Regions from separate parts of the Ovis aries genome. Here all the other regions are linked to region 1. Evidence: chromatin contacts called from public Hi-C data. All regions are on one chromosome and are shown on one strand. The core of a region is the stretch at or near the end of the contact, and the rest is flanking DNA. Distances in the headings are between cores, read along the strand shown. Region 1 overlaps NFIA (nuclear factor I A). Region 2 overlaps LOC105612174 (a long non-coding RNA gene). Region 3 overlaps NFIA (nuclear factor I A).

The links. Hi-C and Micro-C count contacts between places; a contact is called where the count stands out from the background.
Region 2: a contact with region 1 is called in a Hi-C map of hypothalamus, with 6 times the contacts expected there. The contact joins two enhancer-like sites. A contact is called at or near these places in 7 of 16 Hi-C or Micro-C datasets (hypothalamus, liver, mesenteric adipose tissue and 3 more).
Region 3: a Hi-C map of tail adipose tissue shows a contact between it and region 1, with 2.2 times the contacts expected there. The contact joins two enhancer-like sites. A contact is called at or near these places in 2 of 16 Hi-C or Micro-C datasets (skin fibroblasts and tail adipose tissue).

Annotation. Positions count from the first base shown.
Region 1 is chr1:36,710,077-36,714,168 of ARS-UI_Ramb_v3.0, reverse strand. NFIA (nuclear factor I A) reads right to left here. Exons shown (of 10, transcript XM_060410138.1): 10 at 1-191. The coding sequence ends at 115. Among named protein-coding and RNA genes, the nearest start is that of TM2D1, 250 kb to the left of the region's middle. Within about 2 kb of position 2,223, at least 27 of the 54 cell types and tissues checked have an H3K27ac peak or open chromatin away from gene starts, as enhancers often do. A contact at or near this core is called in hypothalamus and tail adipose tissue, where this site is marked.
Region 2 is chr1:36,289,936-36,294,027 of ARS-UI_Ramb_v3.0, reverse strand. It overlaps LOC105612174 (a long non-coding RNA gene), which reads left to right. Exons shown (of 6, transcript XR_009599378.1): 5 at 496-611; 6 at 1,229-1,811. Among named protein-coding and RNA genes, the nearest start is that of NFIA, 26 kb to the left of the region's middle. Within about 2 kb of position 2,372, at least 36 of the 54 cell types and tissues checked have an H3K27ac peak or open chromatin away from gene starts, as enhancers often do. A contact at or near this core is called in hypothalamus, where this site is marked.
Region 3 is chr1:36,423,557-36,427,648 of ARS-UI_Ramb_v3.0, reverse strand. The region is part of intron 2 of NFIA (nuclear factor I A); the gene reads right to left. Among named protein-coding and RNA genes, the nearest start is that of NFIA, 110 kb to the right of the region's middle. Within about 2 kb of position 1,973, at least 42 of the 54 cell types and tissues checked have an H3K27ac peak or open chromatin away from gene starts, as enhancers often do. A contact at or near this core is called in tail adipose tissue, where this site is marked.

The DNA of each region.
Region 1 (4,092 bases), core at 974-3,473:
ATGGCCTTTGCTGTTGGACCATAATGCTTGCTGTTTCCATGTACAAGTTGATTTGATTCTCCCCTTCCAGTGACAGTGAAGTTGTAACCGCGCTGGGTTGAGGATGCGTCCATGTTACAGAGTTGAGAAGGGGTCAGGTGGTCTGTCTGGTGGATGGTGGGACGCTGCGACTTTTATCCCAGGTACCAGGACTGGAAGACAAGAGGAAAAGCGCAATTAGAGCCACAATTTGGAAAATAACACATTTTAACAGTGGCCTTTCCACTGGTGAAATCAAGATCTGTGTTAGGGGTAAAGGGCGGTTTTCACCGGTAAAAGTAAAAGAATGACGAACAGTAGAGCTTAAGACCCTGAAACTGCTCCTACTCTCCTGAAACTGGAGTTCAGTGTCTTTGCTGGGGGCTGCCAATGCTCTGAGTGTAACCTGCACAACCAAGTACTTATGCCTACTTGAAAGACATGCATGGTACGGACGCTCCAATCTGGCGAGGGCAGCTGTAGCAGAGCAGGAAGCTCTATCACCTGGTTTTTGATTGAACCCTCAGCGCCTAGCTCAGTGCCTGGAATACAGGCTTCCAAACAAAGCAGAGGGGAATGAATGGAGAATGGGTGAAGGGAGAGGGTTTATATCATCATGGATGTCTTCTCTGATGAATCTCACGGCATCTCCTTTTCAATGAGAAGTTATCATAATGTTCTTGTAACAGGCACAGAGGATCAAAACCGACAGAAGAGTAAATGGAGCTCAAGCAGGGCAAGTGCTGTACCAAGAATCCTGGGTGACTTTGGAGAAGTCCTAGTATTTCTCTTCTACTCAGTCTCCTTAGATGTGCATGAGGTAGATTTTACGATGTAAAATGCTCCTCTCAGCTCAATATTTCTAAAATAAAATGTTTAAAAATGACATATAATCGTCAACTGGTATCAAAGATTTTACCATAGCGTCCAAAGGAAAAAACGAGGCCACGGGCACAGCCCTCACGCGTGCTTTTGCTCCTTTGACGTTTATTTACAGCCTTGCATCTAACTGCCGGACCCAGTTACCAGTTGCCTTTTCCTTTCATGAGCCCTTAGGTGGTTAGCTTTGGCAATAGTCTGGCGATACGTCGCTCTATACGCTGGCACTTCTTTCTCTGTTAGCTAAACAAAGTGACCAATTACGGTTTAGTATCAGAGTCAGTTTCTCAAGTCAGATAAAAAAGTACATGGCTTTTGCCAACTTTTCTCCACAGCTACCCTACCAAATTCACCACATTTATTCACAGAAAAATCATCAACCTCAAGCAAAATTAAACGCTTCTGAAACCTCTGAGTTGACAGTATTAGAAAGGGCTGCATTTGGGTTGACTCAGTCAGATGAAGGCTCATCCGTGTCCAAGAGATTCAATTAGGTAAAGCAAGGACTCGTTTGATTCCAGGATAAATGGCAAAATGATAGCTACATGGAGGTTGGGATAAGATTTCCTAGTCACACAAGCTACCTTTGATTTCCAGAGGACTTGAAGGGAAAAAAAAAAAAAAAAAAGAAAAGCCTGAAGTCTAAACCGAAAAACTGCTCATCCTGTATACTTTCAGATGTTATTCTTTGACCACATGCTTTGAGGAGCACAATAAAGCCTCTTGTGTCCTGAAAGGAAATCATCCTGGCAAATACACAGGGCCTAAATCGAACTGGACAAAAGAAAGAAGAGGGGGGAAGAGAGGAGTCAGGAGGCAGTCTCCAAACCGTATTTCTAGCTGGACTCCCGCATAGCTGACGCAGATCCGAGATAGAGCCGAGTTCTCCCTGGAACCAAACAGTCTCAAACTTGGGATGCGGCGGGTCACGCTGACAATGTCTGTTCTCACACTTTCTAAGTCAGTTGTGAAATTCCAGACTTTAAATCTGACGCTGCGTCGTAGTTCTCAAAGCAAGCGCCTGGGACTCAGTGAGTCAGTAGGGGGAGCAGTTTTCCATTCCACAGTTTCTGGACACAACCTCAGTGCACTACAAAAATCTGCAGTGCCTCTACACTTCTCTTAAAAAGCAAAGCAAAGGAAAAAAAGTTTCTTCACACATCTTACTATTCAGTGTGTGCCTTGCCGACAAGGTTACCCCAGAGCAGCTCTGTAATCCTTCACTGAAATAGGCTTTATTGATTGCTCTGGTCTATTGTTCTCTTTTCAAGTCCCCCAAGTTCAAGTTCATCCTGGTGTTACATCATGTCTGGTTGCTAAGAGCAACCAGACAGACCCAGACGTGACTATCATTAGCAAGAAACCCTCCGCTCTCCTCCCACCAACCTTCCAGTGGCTCTGACGTAGCAGGCCCACTGCAAACACATTGAAGTATTTATTCTGCCTAATTTATGACCTACCCAGCAAGCGAGACCCCCACTCCAAAAACCAACACTGTTGTATATTTAATTAATCTGTCTTTCTCTGGCACTTGGGAAAGTTAGACAAAGGACTAATTATTGTGTTTCACTCTCCACACTTTTCTTTTGGGGGTGTGTGTGTGTGTGAATATTTGCATGGGAAAGAAAACTACAGGCCCGGCATTGGCTGTTCCCCCCCTCCTTTTCTTTTTGCCCTATTGACATTTCATGAAATACTTTAGCTGCTTAAGGGAATTAGAAAAAAAATGCGATGTGAATGTTACTCCTTCTGAGTTGGTATTCAGTAACACAAATCAACTCATGACATGTTTAAATTTAAATGCTAACCACACACTCTCAGAGTTACTTTAAAGGTTAGTTTTTAATCAATAGAAGTTGCTGACTCCGGGTTTTTGAGCTGCGCAGTGCAGCTCTTGGGCTTTTGTCTAACGTTAAAGCTTTCAAACTTTTTTTTTTTTCCTTGAGATGATTTTAGCAATGATTTGCAGACACAGAAGACTATTGTGCTCTGACCAGCAACATGTCACCAGAGAGAGTTGCCCTGGGGTGGGGTGTCAATATGACTCCTGAAGGCCTGGGTTGGGGGTCTTTAATAAGCCGTGAAAAAAACTTAATTAACCCTTTCAGGCCCAAACCAAAACCTATTCTTAAACTTTTTCACTCCTGTAATTTGACCATTAGTCCTTATTTCAACATTACACTAATCTTCATGACAATTAACCCAGCTACTTGACCAAGGCTTTCCAGAATGGGAAGTCAGCTGGTTAGGGGAACTACACAGGGAATTTTTTTCCCTTTTGAATGAGGGCTCCTTGATTAAATCATTTATTCATAGTGATGGCAGATAAGCAACTAAAATACTAAAAAATAGAACCCATTCATTTCATCAAATGTTCTCATGACTAGTTTGTAGCTGAAGGCCTTCCTTAATTCCATTATGATGAGTGTGATAGCTGCACATGTCTAAGCCACTCGATTTTTAAAAACTTCCATGAACTATGAATAATGTGCAATAGACAAGATAATGTTTGTAAAAGCCCATTTTTCTCTTGTGATATTCTCTTACAAAATCTATAATTCAAGGTGTGCAAGTTGCAAAACATTACTTGACGAATAATTCTGGGCATTTTCTTGTTGGGTTGTACAAGAAAAATATGAAAGAAATCTGAGACTGTTAAATTGTTGGGGTTGAGGAGCAAATCACTGGGAAAATGTTGCCACATTAAACAAAATTCATTGATGGAGAGTCAAAAAATTATCTTCAGATATTTACTAACACAAGCTTAGGTTTCATACGGTTTCTGCCTTCATATTTTATAGCCCTTTAATCTAATCTACTGTATCCAGATGGACTACAAAGGAACCCCTGTCCCTCATCTACAGTGAATTTCAATATTACAATAGAATATCGGATGATGTTATCTTGATACATTTACATTAAGGAAGTAAACACAGAGCTTTGATCTATCTTTTCTTTTTTTTTTTCCCTTGGGAACTCTCAGCTATAGTTGTTTGGGAGGTCCATAAATCCAAACTCCCACAGAGGCTAGAGTTAAGGAAAATTACTGTTACATTCACAGTGTCTACAGCTTGGGATGTGCTAAGGTGGTGAGGAGGGGGCTGGAAGTGGGGCTGATTGTCCTCTCTCAGTGTTCAAGGTGAAACATCAAAAGAAATCTGCAGTCCAGGACCAGAGCTCAGCTTTCCTCTTCTC
Region 2 (4,092 bases), core at 1,123-3,622, 420 kb after region 1:
GAGGGTGAAATCACCAAGAGTATTTTGCCCAGAAAGTATAGCCTTCCAGCTTCATAAGGTCCGCTTTCCGTAAACCTCAAATCATTCAAACAATAGCAAAACAAGTCTCAATTACCCCCCTTCACAAACACAAATGCACCCCCAAGTATTTCTGGTTCTCTTGGGGTGACCAGGCTATTTTGTAGCATCTTAAACTATCTCTTTGACTGGCAATTCCAACTTTTACAAAGTTTCTTGCTCTTTACCAGAAAAGTTGCACTTGACCTGTGAGCCCTTGACCATGCTTTTGACTCCTTTTAAAGGTTACATTTTAGTCTTAAGGGATAAAAATGTTGCTTACACCCTGTATACAGGAGAATGTTGGACTGCAAAGTGGGCGCTCTGTAGGAAACTCGATCTCTTTGTCCATCACATGGACAGTTTCAACGTGCCAGTTCTTGTCTGCTAAAATGCCAGGGCAAGGTACTCCGGTCAACTGTTTCTCTGGCTTACCAGGTCCAGGCTCTTGCGCTGCAGATGCTGCACACACCTGCCGATTTTACAGCAGTGAAATCTGCTCAGGTCACCCGAGAGCAGAAGGACCCCTTTTTCTGTTGGAGCAACTTCCTTAAGTAAGTGCTAGACCTTCACAAAAGAGAACACATTTTGCTTAAGCTTGTTCTTTCTTAGGAAGCGCTTAGAGACCGGGCCCACCAATATTGCGGGTAAAGTTAAAGCTACCAGACATGTGCACTGTATTAGAATGCCGACTTGGGACTCACTGAAGATCAGACTGTTACAATTAATCTCGTTTCTTTTTGTTCCCATTGCTTTATTTTTCCTTAGGTCTCTTTCTTTTTTAGTGTTCCCTACCTCCTAAAGTTATGAGTTAATAAAAACGCTGCCCTATTTTTTTTTTTTTTTAATACATAAAGACACTAAATTTGAAGTTAGTGTTGCAGCTAAACTCTCCTGGAGCCTAGCGATCGGTTCTCATCTCTTTAATGCCAGCACTATTGTTCTTCAAATTTATTAAAATAACTCTTTCAAGGCCTTTGAGAAAATGTAATAAATGCTAATTGGAAAAAAAAACCAAACTCATTTATTTTACTTTCTCAGATCAAGGAAAAGAACGCCAAGCAAAATAATAAAATTTATGTTGTTTATTTTCAAGCGACTCTATTTTCAGTAGCTCTTTTTCTTCCTTAACTCAGGAGCTTTGTTCGATTCCATGTCTACGTATCCCCAGGTGCTCCCACTAACCCACCCATCTGTTCACGCCCCGAGAGACTGCAGGAGTGGATACCGTCCTAAGGGAACCCTCCCTGTATTTGCTACCTGGCTAAAGCGCTCCGTTTCAGAAGATACCAGAAAATGTCTTCTTCAGAAACTACCAATGAAGGAAATCATTTACCTAATTAATTCAAGAGCCTCAAGAGGAAGGACTTTGGGCCTGGAGATCCTCATACTAGTGAAAATCCCTTTAGTCCTTCCCCCTCTGACCCGTGAGGGACCGCGTCAGCTGTCTGTTCAAGAGCGGCCCTGGCCAGCGGCTGCCCCTCCCGATGTGCCCCCAGATGGCACAGCCGAGGCGCACAGACGCCGCCCGCCCGGACCACTATCCGGTTCACCACTATGCGACCCTGGCCACCCTCTACCCACCTCCTCACCCCCAGCGTGGGCCCCCTCCTCTCCTTTTCTCTTCCTTCTCACCCTCCCCAGTGATTTTTATGGGGGTGGGAAGTAAAGTGGGAACGTTTCCTCCATCGCGATGCCCACTTCCTCAGCCGTCTCCCACCCGGGTGGACTGGAATTAAAATCCGGGAATTCAACTTTGCTGCAAAACCTCTGGTTCTTAAGGAGGGGCCGGAGGGAAGGAAGACCCCGCAGGGAACACGCGGCCCAAAAAGGCTCCCACCCCGCCCCACTGCCATCCCGCCGGGAGGATGAAAGCAAAGTCCCGGGAGGGGCCGCTGGCTCCCCGAGGGGGCAAGGGCTTGGGGCGGAGGAGGCTGGGGCCAGGTGGCGAGTGCCGGGCCCGGGCTTCAGGGTTCCTGGGTACCCAGACCCTCTTCCCAGGCAGCGCGCTCCCGCCCCTGCAGGTGCACCCTCCGCCCCCTTTTAGGCCCCCTCCGTGGAAACCGCCTTCCGGCCCAAGTTCGGTCCCTGGAGGCTTTGAACGTGGCCTTTCAGAAGTTTTTAAAGCTGCCCCGCCTCGCCCAGCATTCACGGGTCACACTCTTCCCCCGATCCCTCCACCCCCGCTACAGCTGCAGCACCGGGGGTGGGGGATGGGGGAAGGGGGAGGGCCGGCGGAGGCTCTGGGGTCGGAGCACCACCTCGGAGCCCCAGGCTCGGCCTAGAGCGCTTGGAGATCCGCTCCCTAGCCCGACCTCGGAGGAAGCGCCGACAGACAGCTCCCGCACCGCACCGGCCGGAGGGGGCAGGGGACGGGAGCGGAGGGGCGAGGCGGGGGAGAGGAAGAGAGACCGGGCTGGGGCAGGGGCGGGGGCGGGGGGCATGACCGCATTACCAGGGTTCCTGTGCAGGGCGCCAGCCAAGGGACTATTTAAAATGGCCTTGAAGGGAGGCCGCTGGTGACCGGTGTCCTCGCCCTCCAAGTTCCCCGAGCGAATCAGGGCGCCACCTGCAGGCGAGTTCCAGATTGCAGAAGGGAGAAGGGGAGAAACTGCCGGTCAAGAAAAAGAGACCCAGGGGAAGAAGCAGGGCCCGGTTTTGTCCAGGGAGCCGTCTCTCTGATCCTGAGTCTGAGTTCTGAGCTCCAGAATTAACGGAACTGTTAGAAGAAGAGGGAGTCCCGAGGGCACTGAGAATGAACTTTTGGGGAGTAGGGGGTTGGGGTAGTAAACACAGGAATCCGGGAATTCGTGGATCAAAGAAATCCCTCCTCCGGGCTAGTCCGAGGGAGTGCAGCTTGTTTCACTAAGAGTGGCCCTGTGACCTTAGACAGGTTACTTGATTTTTCTGAGTCTTGATTTCGTCATCCTTTAAAAAGGGGAATAGTGATACCTGTCTGACAGGATCCTTTCTAGAGTTAAACAGCGTACTATGCGATGCCTTCTAGAGGGAGCTTTCAGCGATTTTTAATAAGGAAAAAAATGTCTTTTACTCTAACAAATCTAACTTATAAGCCCTTGTCTACTGTTTTCTGTTTTTTGAAGATTAGGGCCTTAGAAGAGGGTAGAGCGAGCCAGAGAGAGATGAGTGTCTGATTAGAAGGACCCGTCAGTAGAAGTTGTGATAACTACTTTCTCTAGCTAATCCCCTCCTCTTAGACAAATAATAGCATTCTAATATGGATAACTTACTATTGCTATTTTGGGGCTTCCCAGGCGACACTAGTGGTAAAGAACCTGCCTGCCAGTGCAGGAGACTAGAGAGAGACACAGGTTTGATCCCTGGGTTGGGAAGATCCCCTGGAGGAGGGCATGGCAAACCACACTATTATTGTCTGGAGAATCCCATGGCCAGAGTAGGCTGGTGGGCTTCAATCTATAGGGTCACAAAGAGTCAGACACAACTGAGCACGCACACACACAGTATTATCTCATTTCATTTTTATCACCTTACATTGTTTATGTTATTCTCATTTTGAATATGAGGAAATAAAGAGGATACAAAGAATAGTTGGTATATTTTGTTTCTTCAAGAAATTTTCCTATGTCAACAACTCAGATCTACATTTCAGAATCTACCTTTAACATCAATTTAAGCACCTACTATGTGCATGTGATTCTCATAACACTTCCATGAAGTAGGACCTCAAGTTCATTCTTCATAGAAGAGGAAAGCTTGGTTCAGGTATATGGGGGTTGGGGGTTAGAGAGTAGGAGAATAGGGGGTCACTTAAAATCCTTCAGAGAAGTGGTGGAGCCAGGTCATGAAGAGCCTAGCTCTTCTGATTATACATCCAGGTGCCTCTGTTGCACCATAACTTAATATGGTTCCAACTAGCTTTGGGACACTGCTACAAGTTATTGGGAAAGGTCACTTGGAGAAGTGGCATCTTGGTGGTTTTGCCATGTTGAAGGTGTGGTAGAAGATGGTGTTTATGGCCTTTAGCAATGGTCGAGTATTACATTTCATAAGGAA
Region 3 (4,092 bases), core at 724-3,223, 290 kb after region 1:
TTGACCATTTCATGCCCAATGTGCTTCTGTGTGGTACAAAAAATAGAAAACAGAACAGGACCTACAGATGACTCCTATTATTGTGGGACTGAAAATGGGTTTCAAATGAGTAATCAAATAAATCAACAAGACCACTCCGGAATGCTAAAAGTATGAAGGAAATATCAACATGAAGGCTGATTTTAGATATAATGTTCCTCTACAGAGGTATCACTTGAAGTGGGAGCCGCAAGGTAAGAATTAGCCAGCCACAGGAAGAGCCAGAAAGAAAAAAAAAAAAAGTATTCTAAGCAGACAACAAGGAGCAAAGAAGTTGCCAGGTTCCAAAAATCAGAAGCAGGTCAGTAAGCCATCCAAAAAGCCCCTTGGTATAACATGAGGTTGGAGGACACCAGGCAGCGTCTGTAAGCCATGGCATCAAGTTTGGATTTTATTCTAAATCCAGGGGAAACCACAAGAGATTTTTAAGCAGAGGGATGATTAAAAAAACTAATTCAATTCTTTAAACACCATTCTCGCTGCTGTTTGTAGAATCAAGATGGGAAGAGGCCTGAACACTCGGGATTACAGAAGTACTTCCAGGAAGGATGGTGGTGGTTTGAACTAGAGATATTTCCCCTTTCCCTTTTAGATTGATAATTTTCCATACAATAACTGAGGATTTGTTTCATATTTCTGCCTGTTGTTTATTCAGATTTTAGTGCCCTTGGAGCTCAAAAAGATCTTAACTATCTTCTTTAATGTCTTCGTTTTACCTATGTGGAAATTGAGGTACAGCGAGCTCACCTGACTTAGACAAGTAATTTAACAGATTTCAAAATCAGACGTCAGGGGGCAAAAGCATACTAGAACATGTAAACATACAAAGGTTTCTGCTGTTCCTCATAAGCTTGCCAAGATTCCATCATTGGCATTTACAGGTATCCTTAGGTTTGTCCTTTTCAAAGTGCTTAAATCTCACGTAAATTATTTGCCTATTAAGTAGCCCACCATTCAGCCTGGACACATAGATGGAGCCTACAGGGTTAAGAATCCGAGTAAGAGTCAAGTCATGGAACTGTGTTATGTCTGGGAAAAGTTCATAAAAGCAATTTTAAACTCCTCTGTTTTCCTTCAGTTCCTTCCTTCACGGTTATGTGCAAATCATACCTTAGTCTCTACGGCTGCATTTTGCTATTTTCCTCTTGTTCCCCAAAGCAAGCTCCCCAAAGTGACAATGCTTTAAAAAATGGGGGGAGGGGGGACAGTATGAAGTTCTTCCGAGTTCCTGCTCTCTTCGAGTAGGGCTCCTATCACACAATAATGTGTTATTTTGTTGAATTTTGGCATCCATCGAGCTTGTTTGGTCAGAAGCCAAAAAATTAGAGTGTGTCGGTCCACCAGTTTCTCAGCAGAGAAGCTCTCTTCTCACCCAGCGAGTGTGCTGTACCCTTGGCCTCTGGCCAAGAAGGGAAATCCATTTTACATAAAGAATGCACAAAGCTCAAGTGCTCAGAGACTTTTTACCTACTAAAATAACTTTATGGACAAATGCCAGTCTGCTAGACACATTCTGCAGGAACATTTGGCACGCAAAACAAGGTAAAGCGCTCTGTGGAGGTAGCAAGTTTCTCAGCAGCGAGGAAATGGCTGAGCGTGCCCTCGTGGCGCGTCACGTGCCCGGCCCGGCCGGCGTGATTGGCTGCGGCCGAGTAAATACAGCCGCCATGTAAGGAGCCCAGCGTCGCCCTGCGCCGGCTTCTTAAAATGGCGGCCGAGCCCGCACCACGAGAGGCCGGCCCGGACCGCTCCCGGCTTCCCCCCTGAAGTTTTCTGTTTTTGTTTTTGTTTTTCACGAAACCTTACGGATTTGAGTAGAAACAGATTTCTCACAACTTGCTTCTCGGGCTCGATTTCACAGTTCGGCATACACTCGGGCTCTGTCAAAAGCTTGACAGTGTTCCAGGGAAAATATTAACTGTAAACTTTCCAAGAGAAATTAAAGGAGCAGGCAGCAATGTCAGGACGCCCTCCCTTCGGAAAGCACACCCCCAGGTTGTGCCTGGATGCGTTTAGGAAAGCAGCACAGGCAGCCCGAGCTCCTGCGACCTCCAGGATGGTCCCACTTCACCATGTCACCCGGTGGAAAGGGGGTGGGATGGGGCACCGGGGGAAACACATCCTCTTTGGCCAGAAGGCACGGAGGTCTCTCACTCTCCCTCTCAGGCCTGACCAGTTGAACACTGCACACTCTGATGTATAAATATTTGCCTCTGGCTAAAGTTCAAGCAGCCCTGTGTGGCTGCCAGACACAACAGAAAACCAACATCCAAGGGAAAGTGTTTACTGCAGTGGTGGCCAAAGGAGCAACTGCCAGCAAGAGCGTGCATCTGATTGGCCAGGCCTGCCTGCGGTGTTATCCTAAAGCACCTGGCCACTAGCCACTGCCGCTGGGGTGTTCCCACCCTTTTGGTGATGGTGATGTTCTTTAATGCACAACCTTGCCACAGTTAATACAAGACCAATACACGTGCTGATGGTTTCACATGTGTCCCTCCTGAGAGAGGGGCCTGAATGAGCCAAACCATGTATACCTGCTACCATTACTCCAAAACAAGCGTCCACTTCTTGAAGCTACCTCAGTAGGGCCTATGCCTTTTTCACAGTCCCACCTCGCCAAACTACGGGTGTTTCTCAGATCCAATGACTCCTTCCCACCTCCCAATTCTCATTCCTATCTATTCTATCATTAAATTCCTCAATCATCATTTAATGATTAAGCATCTTTGAAATACCTGCAAGAAAATAAATTAGGAGAAACTTCTGATAGCTGTAACAGGGTATTTTAAATAAAGCATCCTTCAAATTCTCTCTCCAAATACCAAAACATACATTCGTTGTTGTTTAGTTGCTAAGTCGTTTCCCGACTCTTCTGCAACCGCATGGACTGACATTAGTTAAAGCTATTTCACCTGTGCTACTACAGTTCTGAACCAGAAATAAAAGTAGCTGCCCATCAAAAGATTAAGATCTCTAACTGGGATAAAGGAACTAAATGAGAAAAGGATCTTCAAGAAAATCTTTGCAGAAAAGTTATGAGTTCATAGTTTATGCTAAGCAAGAAGCTAGCAGGGCAAAGACTTTTCATGGATTTTGGTCTTCAGTATTCAGGGCAGTTTGAATACAACCAAGACAAGTCACCATATTTTTAAATTATTGTCATCCATGTAACGTTTCTATTTCGTAAACAATAATGTATGAATCAAACTTCTTCAATGCTGAAATTAAGTGTTTCTGTTTAGTTGAACTGCAAAGTTACAGAAAAAACGGTACAGAAAAATCAGAGAATATGAGGATAAGAGCACTCTTAAGTAAAAATTTTTGATACTACAAAATAATAATTTATATAAAGCAAGCCAAGTTGTTATGGTTTAAATCCTTTCTAATATAACACATACTTGCTTAATTGAAATACTTGCTGTTTTGTTGAAAATAAAATTTTACATCCATGCACACTATTTTTTAGAGTCCTAACCGAAATTTCTTCAAGGTCCTGAATCTTGGTTGATATTGGGCTTAAAGAAATTTCTAAATTGGAACTTGTTGCAAAACTAAGATAATGTACCAAATAATTCCATTTTCAACTGTTTGTGAAACTTTTAAAGACCACAGAGGTCTTGTCTAATCTAATTCTTAACCAAATGTGTCAGTAAGGTTGATCTGTGCTCCACCTCAGAAGCCCAGGACTTATAGTATCAAATTTGACTTCCAAGAGATCTCAGCAAATCATGGGCAAGCGGATCACAGAGGAATGTTCTGTCCCCAGCTGTGAACAAGACAGAATTAACTCTGAGACGCTTCCTCCTGCTGACCTGGTGAACAGAAAGGTCAAGATGGTTAGCTCTTACAGTCTCAGTACCAACCGTCAAAACAACATGCATGTTAAAAATAGAGTGTCTGTAGGCAACCAAAATACAAATGCAGAAAAATGCAGAAAGAATTTAAAATAAAAATAGTTTTAATATATTTAAATTTCAGCTTCAAGTATTTTAAAGACTGGAACATGAAACCAAGGAGAAAAAGGACAGAACAATAAATTTTCCCAAGTGCATT